Linked DNA regions of Gossypium hirsutum: regions 1 and 3 are each linked to region 2. The links are chromatin contacts, called in public Hi-C maps. All regions are on one chromosome and are shown on one strand. Each heading gives the region's core, a stretch centred on a gene start, on an enhancer-like site or on the middle of the called end of the contact. The rest is flanking DNA. Distances are from core to core; before and after follow the strand shown. Region 1 holds the start of LOC107908434. Region 2 holds the start of LOC107908430 (protein FAR-RED ELONGATED HYPOCOTYL 3). Region 3 holds the start of LOC107908427 (putative 3,4-dihydroxy-2-butanone kinase).

Region 1 (3,380 bases), core at 528-3,027, 130 kb after region 2:
AAAACAAAGAGAAGAAAGATGGCAAAGGAAACAATGTACATTTGTGCATCGAAAGGATCTCTAGGGTGAGGAATGCTAAATTATATGAAATGTCTTACAACAAAGAAGTTTCCATTGGTTGACCTGTCACCCCCATTACATGGTACAAACCAAAAATGGTACAACTGTTTATTCTATTAAGATGCAGGGGCCTTTATGAAAAACAAGAAAAACCTTTACGCTTGACCAAGTCCCAAGATAATGAAGATGATGCTATTGGATCTTTCCACCAATTCCCCATTTCAAAAGCAGCTAACAAAGAAAATAACCAAAACCATGATAGAACATGCTGTCTAGAAATAAGAAAGAAAAAACTACAACCTAAAAATAGCAAGGCAAGGAAAATGACTTAAAGCCTATAGACTCTAAAGCTAAGGTGACCAAAAACCTGAAGGAAGTAAATAAATCTGAAAATGATTTGATGTTCTAAGGGGGGAATTGACTCATAGCGCAAAAACTCCTTGTGCTCAACAAACATACAACCTGGACATTCCTTACATGTATATATATTGCAAAAAATATGGCTTGATGCAAAGCTTTTTGCAGTTTCGTGTTTTAAGAAAAAGAGATTACTTCAATAAATTCAAATTAAAATTTATCGAAAGTAATCATTATTGATGCTTTGAAACATGCATCCGATAAATGACTGTCAACAACCTGGAGAGAGAGATTTAATAGGTTTAAGCAGATTAAAGCAAGACATAAACATGCTTCTTATGAGGCTTGATAAGAAAAAAAAAGTGTCAATAGTCATATCAAAGGTTTAGTAATGAATATATGTGTTATAAATACTTTAATGGCAGAGCTTTGAGGTATCAAGAAAGAGGCTTGGTTTTTGCTTTATAGTTAGGATTGAATGTATCATCTTTTTCATCAAATCAAAGCAGTTTAATTCCATAAAATTACCACACCACTTCTCCTTTAAACTAAAGACATAAATAAAATCCCCAAAAGCCAATTGATTCTAGAATCAAAGTTCAGGCAATCATAATCAAACTAAACTATCGTAGCTAACTACAAATACTGGAAACGATATAGAAATATTCCAGCATCAAACATGTAGGAGTTATAACCACTTCAAAAACTTGAAAGACCCGAATAAGAACCGTAATTAAAAGATGATTAACATTCAAATAAGCTTGCTCATGTATTTGATAAAGAAATTCCCAAAATATAATACTTACGGATTTCTCATAACGATCTCTCTCGGCAGCAGTGCAGATATCAGAGGTGCACATCAAGCGATGTTCGTTCTTCCAGTAGATATCTGCACCCAAAAACTGAGAAACCTAAAACCCATTTCATTGAAGATTGAAAAGGCAAAAAAATGAATAGAGATAAAACCTAAGAGCTGGAATCCGGCAAAGGGGACAATAAAGAGGGTAGGCTGAAGAATGAGGGAGATGAGAGAGACGAAACGGTTCTTCAATAACTTAGGAGAGGGGAAGGTCAAGAGAAGAGCCAGGGCAGCCTCTGCTGCGACCACGTAGGTTAGGATCATCCACTGCAACGCCATTTCCTTTTGATTTGTTGCTAATTAATTTGGGTTTGATTTTTTTTTTTAATTTCCTTTTCGTAGGCTGCGAAATGCGAAAGACGGAGACTGTTGTCCGCGTCTACTTTGTTCTGCCTCGACTTAACGGTGAAGGAAACCGCTTGGCTTGATATTCATTCTAGAAGTTTCACTTCTCCTTCAGATGACGACTCAATGCGCTGGCGTTGACCATCTTTCCTGACCGTTTGATTTTCACATCATACATCAGATATTTATATATCCGAACCTAATGGCTTAAGTTGCAACTTGTTCAGTCAGTTAACCGACCCGAAATAATATTAATTGAATTAATTGATCGTTTAAAATTTTTAATCGTTAATCGAATCGAAATTTTTTGGTTAATTCAGTCGGTTAACCAAATTAACCGAAAATTATATATTTTTAATTTTTGGTTAAAAATTAACTGAATTAACCAAATTAATTGAATTAATCGAATTACCTTAATTATCCGAATTAGCCGAATTGAATCACAATATAATTAAAAACATTATATAAGTTTTTGAATCACTAACCTTACATAAGTCTTAAAATTAACACATAATTGAAATTTTATTTTTATTTATCAAATTATTTGTAATTTTTATGATTGGGTTGGGTTGGATACTTGGGTTTGGTTGGATTTAGATGAATAGTGGGCCTATTTATATATTATAATTTTATTTATTAATTTTTTCGGTTAAACCAAAAAAATTCGGTTAACTGACCGGTTTCGAACCGAATTAACCGTTAATCAAAAAATAAAAAAATAATTAACCAACCTTTGACCGAAAAAATTCGGTTAACCGACTGATTAACCGAATTTGGTCGGTTAACCGAATTTTTTCGGTTTTACCCAAATTTTACACACCCCTATTCCAAGGGTTGTGTTTACTTGCCAATAGATTCTTCGATATTTACACACTTGACTTTTATGTCGTTCGGGTATTTGAATATAAATTAAAATAGGCTTATATATTAAAAAGTTCCTTAAACTATAATCACTTATTCAAATAAGTCCTTATGGTATTTCTTTTTACTTAAATAAGTCTCTTTTCTTAAATTTATATCCATAAAAACCATAATCTTTAATTACTTGACTTTTTTAATGAGATGAAAATTAAATTAATAAATTACATGGAAATCAATTACTAATTTGGCTGGACACATAAGTAAAAAGTAAGTTTTATTTTTTAATTTTTTTTATCACAAATCTAATGGTGGTAAAAAATTGATGTAAATCTAAAGTTTATTAACATTATTTTTAATGATCGAGTTTTAGCATGATTGATATCAACATTTTTGCCAGAGTAGGTGTGAGTTTTGGTTGAGAGAAGTACATTTCTAGGCCATGCGATTTATCGTAAAAGTATTACAGTGAATCTTAATAAGGTGAAAGCAGTACTTGAATGGAATCTGCCAAAAAATGTCACTGAATTTTGTAGCTTTTTGGGGCTAGCGGTCTACTATAGAAAGTTTGTAGTTTGTGAAAGGCTTTTCATTATTGACAACTTTTCTCACTCGATTGTTGAAAAATAAAGAAAAGTTTGAATGGACTGATGAGTATCAACAAAGTTTTGCAAAGTTGAAAGCAGTCTTGACTAAAGCTCAAATTTTAGCACAACCAGAACCTAGCGTATAGTATACTATTTATACTGATGCTTCACTGAATGGTCTTGGATGTGTGCTTACCCGAAGAGGTAAGATTGTGGCTTATGCATCTCACCAAGTCAAACCACATGAGAGGAACTATCCAACCCATGATTCAGAATCGGTAGCAGTAGTTTTGACATTGAAGATATGGAGGCAT
Region 2 (3,007 bases), core at 471-2,970:
TCTTTGGTTGGACATGCTTCTACACTTCATCTTTTTTCCGTAAAAAACTCACAAAATTTTCCCTCTCTTTCTCACCATCCAATCACCACCAAAATCCAAATACACAAGTTTCAAAATTTTCCTCTACATAATCCATGGAAGCCTCTTTGAGTTATTTTCCTTTCCAACCTTTTTTGAGTTGTTTTCCTTTTCACTTTGAGTTTTTTATCACTCTTGAAGTTTTTACCTGATCAAGAATGCAAGATTGAAATTTTTTATGTTTGAAAAACATGTTTATGGAAAATCTTGTACCCCAAGACAGAATCAAGGTTTAAAATAAAATCTTTGAAAAACTTTTTCGAATATTACAAAAACTTGCAGAATACCAATCGGCTACACAATTTCAAAAACAATCTCAGAAAAAAATAAAAACTATCAGAACATTAATCGGCTACACAATCTCAGAACAAAAAAACTTGCATGCATGTTAAGCTTTAGGGGTTTGGGGGATTTTAGGCTCAATTTTTTACTGACAAAAGGAGGAGGCTCCGATGATAGCGGCCTCACCTAGGTTTATCCCTTAAGCCGTGAGAAGGTCACTATCTCCATAGATTTGTTGAGCCCTAAAAGAAGAGAAAATTTTGACTATTTAGGTTTCTAATTTTTTCTTGAAATAGAACAAAAGAAAGGTTTTTTAGGAGAAAAGAGAGCAAAAAGCAAAGGACGGAGGAGAAAGAAAAAAGGAGCAGTATTTACTGCTACTGTTGTTTCTTCATTGCTGGTCTGAACATTGGGGAAATTGGAGGGGTTTGAGGACGAAAGAAGAAAGAAAGAAGTGTAGAAGGCACACCCAAAAAAAAGAAAATAAAAGAAAAATGAGAATGAGGGAAAATTAAAAACAAAAAAACAAAAAGAAGGCCAAATAGGATGCCACATGGCAGCATATGATTGGTCAGTGCTACCACGTCAGCAAAAAATTAACGCCATTAGTCTCAGGTATCAAACTAGTGGAGGGAAAAAATGTTCGGGTACCAATCTGAGAAAAAACCAAACTATAAGTACCAATATGGGAGAAGTGTATAAGTTTGGGTACTAATATTATATTTAACCCAAAGCAAATTTATTCCAAAAAAATAAGGGTAAGTTTGCTATAGATAAATGTTAAAGGGTTTTTTCTTGACATTATACTTTTTATTTTAAAAAAATATGATTTATTAAAAGATATATTGGTCATTCCAACATTTTAAAATTTTTATTAAAAAATCTATTAAAGGATATATTTATCATTTGATCATTTTTCTTACTTATTATCCTAAAATGAACATAAGAATATCGTTTACTTACTCATTCTATTTCATCCATAGTTATACTTTCAATTACAACTCTATTTTATTTGCACAGAATAACTATTGTTGTATAGTTTCTTTCCATTCTTGCGAATAAAGGTGTATGCAAGAGAAAAAAAAGGAAGAAGAAGAATAATAAATAGGTGGAAATTTAATGCGAAGTGACCATAAAATAAAATTTTAAACATTGGTAAATAAATTGAGAATTTTTTCCCATCAGAAAAACCAAAATTGAAGGCTACGAGAGACGATGGTTAAAGGAGGTTAAGATTTGAGGGCTTATTTTGCTTTTGAGCCGAAATCTGTTAGATCAAATGGGTTTTTATCTCTTCGTAGTAGTAGTATGGATGGAGTTGAGGCCCAACACAGAAAGCAAAATATTCAACATTAAAAGAAAAAGCAGACTAGACTATTAAATAATAATAGGATTAGCTTATTTTACTCATAAAATGGGCGAGTGAAAGCGAGAACAGAGTCTGAGATCCCCAAATTGGCGAGTGAGAGAGAAAAGCGAGTGGAAGGAAAGCAGGAAACCCTAAATCCCCCCCCTCAACTCTCTACGCGCCCTTAACCCCACTCGCCTTCGGTTTTCGCAGAATCATCACTCGTTCTATTTCACCTCCACTCCAGGTGTTCCTTTATTTTAATCCCCCCCAACTATTTTGCTTTCCAATTCTGCCTTTTGAATTTTCGCAATTTCTCTGTTCTTTTTCTTTTAAATTTTCGATTTCGATCCCATCACCCCCAAATTTATTTTCGTTTTCTTTTTTCTTCTGTTTTAATAATAAAATTATATGATTGAAACATTCCCAATTTTATTGAATTCTGTATTTGTGATTGATTTTCTGGGTTCATCTCTTTCGAAATTATTTGGTCCCATGAATCTTAGTTTGCTGATATCATATTATTAGTTGCTTGCCTAATCTTGTTAGCTAATTTATGGCTAAAATCCTTAAAAGTTGTTAAAATTGTAGCCTTTTTGTTCGTTTGGAGTGTTGGTATTAGGGAAAAGGTCTTCATGTATCAACTTATAGCTAAGGAAATTTGAAATACCCATCATATATGTAGCTTTGGGATTTGCTTCCTTTATAGATACATGTATATCCAGGATTGCCCAAGAGCTAAAGCGGACTTCAATTAGTTTGTCTATCTTTTATAATTATAGTAGGCTATTGTGAATTGCTTTTTGTCATGGGTTCTTTATGCTGACATGATGGCGTCCTTCTACATCTTAATTTTTTCAGGTTCAGTCAGGAAAACAGTTAGTTGAAGTAAACAAGTTTCAATCATGGACATAGATCTTAGGTTACCTTCTGGTGAACAGTGTAAGGAAGATGAAGATGCAAATGGAATTGATAATATGCTAGATGGTGATGAATCACTGCATAATGGAATGGTTCAAGTTGTAGGAGAGGCTTTGCGTGCTGAAGATGGTGGGGAAATGCATTCTTCTGCTGTGGATATGGTGACCTTCAAGGAGGATACGAATCTTGAGCCACTTTCTGGTATGGAGTTTGAATCACATGGAGAAGCATATTCATTTTATCAAGAATATGCTCGGTCTATGGGATTCAACACAGCTATACAAAATAGCCGCCGTTCGAAGACTTCAAGAGAATTTATTGATGCAAAGTTTGCCTGTTCTAGATATGGGACCAAAAGGGAATATGACAAATCCTTTA
Region 3 (3,379 bases), core at 492-2,991, 140 kb before region 2:
GTTTTAGAAGTTTTTGTCTGCTCTTGTAGCACGTTTTTTAGTCTTGCTTATGCATGCAATAGTAATTTTATAAGTGATTTTGGGGATGATTTTATTGTCGTTCTCTCTAATTTGATGAATGCTCGATTCTTTTGTTGATTTTTGCTCGCTACTTTGGACCATCCGGGGCTGATTTTCTTATCGTCATTGAATGAATTAATTTACCTTTCAAAAAAACTTTAAGAAAATGTTTGGAAAATCCCTAATATTAGATTTAGTTGTAATTGCTTATAATTATATAACGGCGATATGTTTGGATAACCATTGTAATTGATGGGTCCCACTAAATTGGGTGTAAGTAGAATACTCCAATTACACTTTCTAATTTTTTGAGGGGAGTGACATTGGACTAATTACTCCGTTAATTACACACAAATTTAATTTTAAAAAAAAATATTTTTATACAAGTTATAAATTTTATAATATAAGTATAATCGTGTATGAGTGTTTGTGATGATTATGGTAAAATAAAATTTAAATTATAAATCTAAAAATAATATATTATAAAAATAATTTGTGCATTTTATAAAATTACTAACATTTATATTATTTAAATACTAAAAAAATTCTAAATTTATGGCTAAAAGTTTATTATAAACAATGTTATAAAGTGTTATAATATATTTATTTATATAAAAATTATGGCTAAGTATGAATAGAAATTATTTATGTGTTCAAACTATATATTATAAAAATAATATACTTATTCATAAAAATGTTAGAGTTTTTTTTTATCATAACTTATTTATAAAAAATAACTTTATAAAGTTATGACAAAAAATATATATTATTTATAAAAATTGTTATGAAAGTTTTGAACAATTTATAAAGTCCTATAATAAGTCTTTCTCCAAATTAAGTTTATATAAGTTTTTATAATTAAACCTACAAACTATTTGGACGGGTAACCAAATATTTTAAGGTCGATGTTAATTATACAAATAGAAAATGTTTTCTTGCACCATATCGTGAGGGTATGATACCATTTGAGAGCTCACAAATTAACTAAATTAACAGCACCACCTTAGTATAGCATAAGAAAAAAAAAAGCAAGGTTGGATCGTATTAGCATGTTGCATATTTCATAATTCCAACCATAGAGGGAATTAAGACGATCCATACTTCGTAAAGTACATGAAAGAATAAGATCTTCAAATTCAGATGGTAATGAACTCGATCAATGATCAATAGATGATTAAATATTAAAAAAAGAATAACTCAACAAGTATACATTACAACAATTAGATAAAATTTCATATGATGCTTATTTTTTTGCTATTTTTATTAGTAATCGTGTTATCAACTACTTTTTTAACTAATAATACATATAATGATTTGATTTTGATTTTTGTTACTTGCTTAGAACCTGTTTTTATCATACATTCAAATTTTTATCATAGTTAATATTTTAAAAAATATAAATTATGTAATTTGTATTGCCAAACATGACATAAAGAATTACGATGTAATTACACTCTGTCAACCAACAACGTCAAAAGAATTACAATTCTTTATAATTACAAATTACTACACAATTACTTTGTGATCAAATAGATCCTAAATGAATTAACTTTGGTTCAAATGTTAAAAAATTCAAAAGAAAAGAAAGATGGGTGTAAATAGGCTGGTGGGCTGAAAAAAAAGAAGCCAACAAATGTAGAGAAAAGAAAAAGGAGGGAGGACATTTTGGTAATTGGAGGCGCAATTTCTTGTCCGGAGAAGTAACAACTGCCCAGGCTTAAGCAAAATGGGGTGTGCTCTGCAATTCTCAAGAGACTCCCCACCAAAAAAAAGTCCAACAAAATTAAACTCTCTCTCTCTCCCATCGGATCCCATATCTGAATTCCCTCAAACAAAACAAAGTTTATGGCTTTTCAAGGGAAGAAACTCATCAACAATCCCGACGGTTTGCTTTTTTTTTTCTCTTCTTCACCATTTCCTCCTCCCCCTATTACTCTAATATCCCCTCTCAATTTTCTTTTCCAACCATAAACCTACAAACTTAATTTTCTGTTCTTTTCTGTTACACACTTCTCTTCCTTTCTCTATCTCTTCATCTTCTTCTTTTTTTCTTTTTGAAGTTCACGATAGTATTTGCCCGCATTTCCTAATTTCATGTTTACTTGCGTTCGTATTGGGAAATTTTGGATTTTTTTATTGTTTTTGTGCTTTGCCCTTTGATTATCGTTTACAAAATGGATGATGCATGTAATTTTTGTATATTACTTGAATAGTAGTGTTTTTTTTTGTTTATTATTTGATTAGTTGTTTTATGTTTCTGTAGTTTCCTTCATTTGGTCTTGAGTAAATGAAAGCTGATAATGAAGCAAGGCTATTTGCTGAAATAGGGAAAACAAACAAGGGTTTAGAAAAGATTCTTACTGTTTCTTTTCCTAGATTTTCTGCGTTAATTACACTGTGTTGGGCTATATCAAGCTATATTTACTCTTTGTTTCTCATTTGCATTACTTTACCATGCTCTTTCCACCAACGATTTGCCAATTCTAGATTTCTGCTTTGTGAAGAAAACCAATTTTGAGGTTCTTTTGTTATGGTGTTGGCAGATGTGGTGACTGAATTTATTGAGGGTCTTGTGGAAACATATCCCGGACTCCAGTACTTGGATGGTTTCCCGGAGGTGATTTTGTTATCCGCTTTGCTTATGTTTAGTCAGTGAATTAGACTTTATAAACACAAACCGATAACTTGTTTGCTTCCAGGTGAAAGTTGTAATTCGTGCTGATGCTTCAGGTGCAACATATGACAAGGTTGCAGTCATATCAGGTTCGAGCCCTACAAAGCTGCTAACACTTGATATCTGTCTTAGTTTGTTCAAATTGAAATTGAAATTCTATACTTTGTTACCTTTAATACCTTTTAAGCTATGGTGATTTCTAGACAGCATTTAAAGCTGCAGTCACCTTTTGGCTTTTTTGTTTCTACTGATTTTTGCAATCAACTAGTTTAGTTTGCCCTTTGTTAGGTAATTTTGGGATCAAACTTGTAGTTTCCCTCAGCATGTATGCTCATTATTCTGACTGTCCAGAACCAATTATGGATTACTTGCAATGCATCATTGGGCATAAACTTTGAGAGCATGAATGATTCTTTTTTTCCTCGTCTCTACACTTCTCATTGAAATTTATTTTCTTTCCATGTAGCTACATATGCTTTACCTGTATGGCTTTTATTTATGTATATGGATATTCCATGTTACATCTTGTTTACTCTTCTACAAGGTTGTATTTAAAAATAAAATAAGTAAAGAAAAGGAATGTGAAAAGGTATACTGGGTTTTTCTGCCTTAGGAAATGATGGTCATTCCAAGTGATATTGGGTC

What was found. A called contact is a pair of places that touch in the nucleus more often than the background predicts.
Region 1: a contact with region 2 is called in a Hi-C map of leaf, with 2.1 times the contacts expected there. The contact joins the promoter of LOC107908434 here to the promoter of LOC107908430 in region 2. A contact is called at or near these places in 3 of 34 Hi-C or Micro-C datasets (callus, hypocotyl and leaf).
Region 3: a Hi-C map of leaf shows a contact between it and region 2, with 2.4 times the contacts expected there. The contact joins the promoter of LOC107908427 here to the promoter of LOC107908430 in region 2. A contact is called at or near these places in 4 of 34 Hi-C or Micro-C datasets (all in leaf).

What each region holds. Positions count from the first base shown.
Region 1 is chrD02:41,242,083-41,245,462 of Gossypium_hirsutum_v2.1, reverse strand. LOC107908434 reads right to left here and starts at 1,777. Exons shown (of 4, transcript XM_016835596.2): 1 at 1,384-1,777; 2 at 1,224-1,306. The coding sequence starts at 1,555.
Region 2 is chrD02:41,370,851-41,373,857 of Gossypium_hirsutum_v2.1, reverse strand. LOC107908430 (protein FAR-RED ELONGATED HYPOCOTYL 3) reads left to right here and starts at 1,720. Exons shown (of 9, transcript XM_041088627.1): 1 at 1,720-1,955; 2 at 2,570-3,007. The coding sequence starts at 2,614.
Region 3 is chrD02:41,513,009-41,516,387 of Gossypium_hirsutum_v2.1, reverse strand. LOC107908427 (putative 3,4-dihydroxy-2-butanone kinase) reads left to right here and starts at 1,741. Exons shown (of 20, transcript XM_041088633.1): 1 at 1,741-1,945; 2 at 2,604-2,677; 3 at 2,760-2,823. The coding sequence starts at 1,906.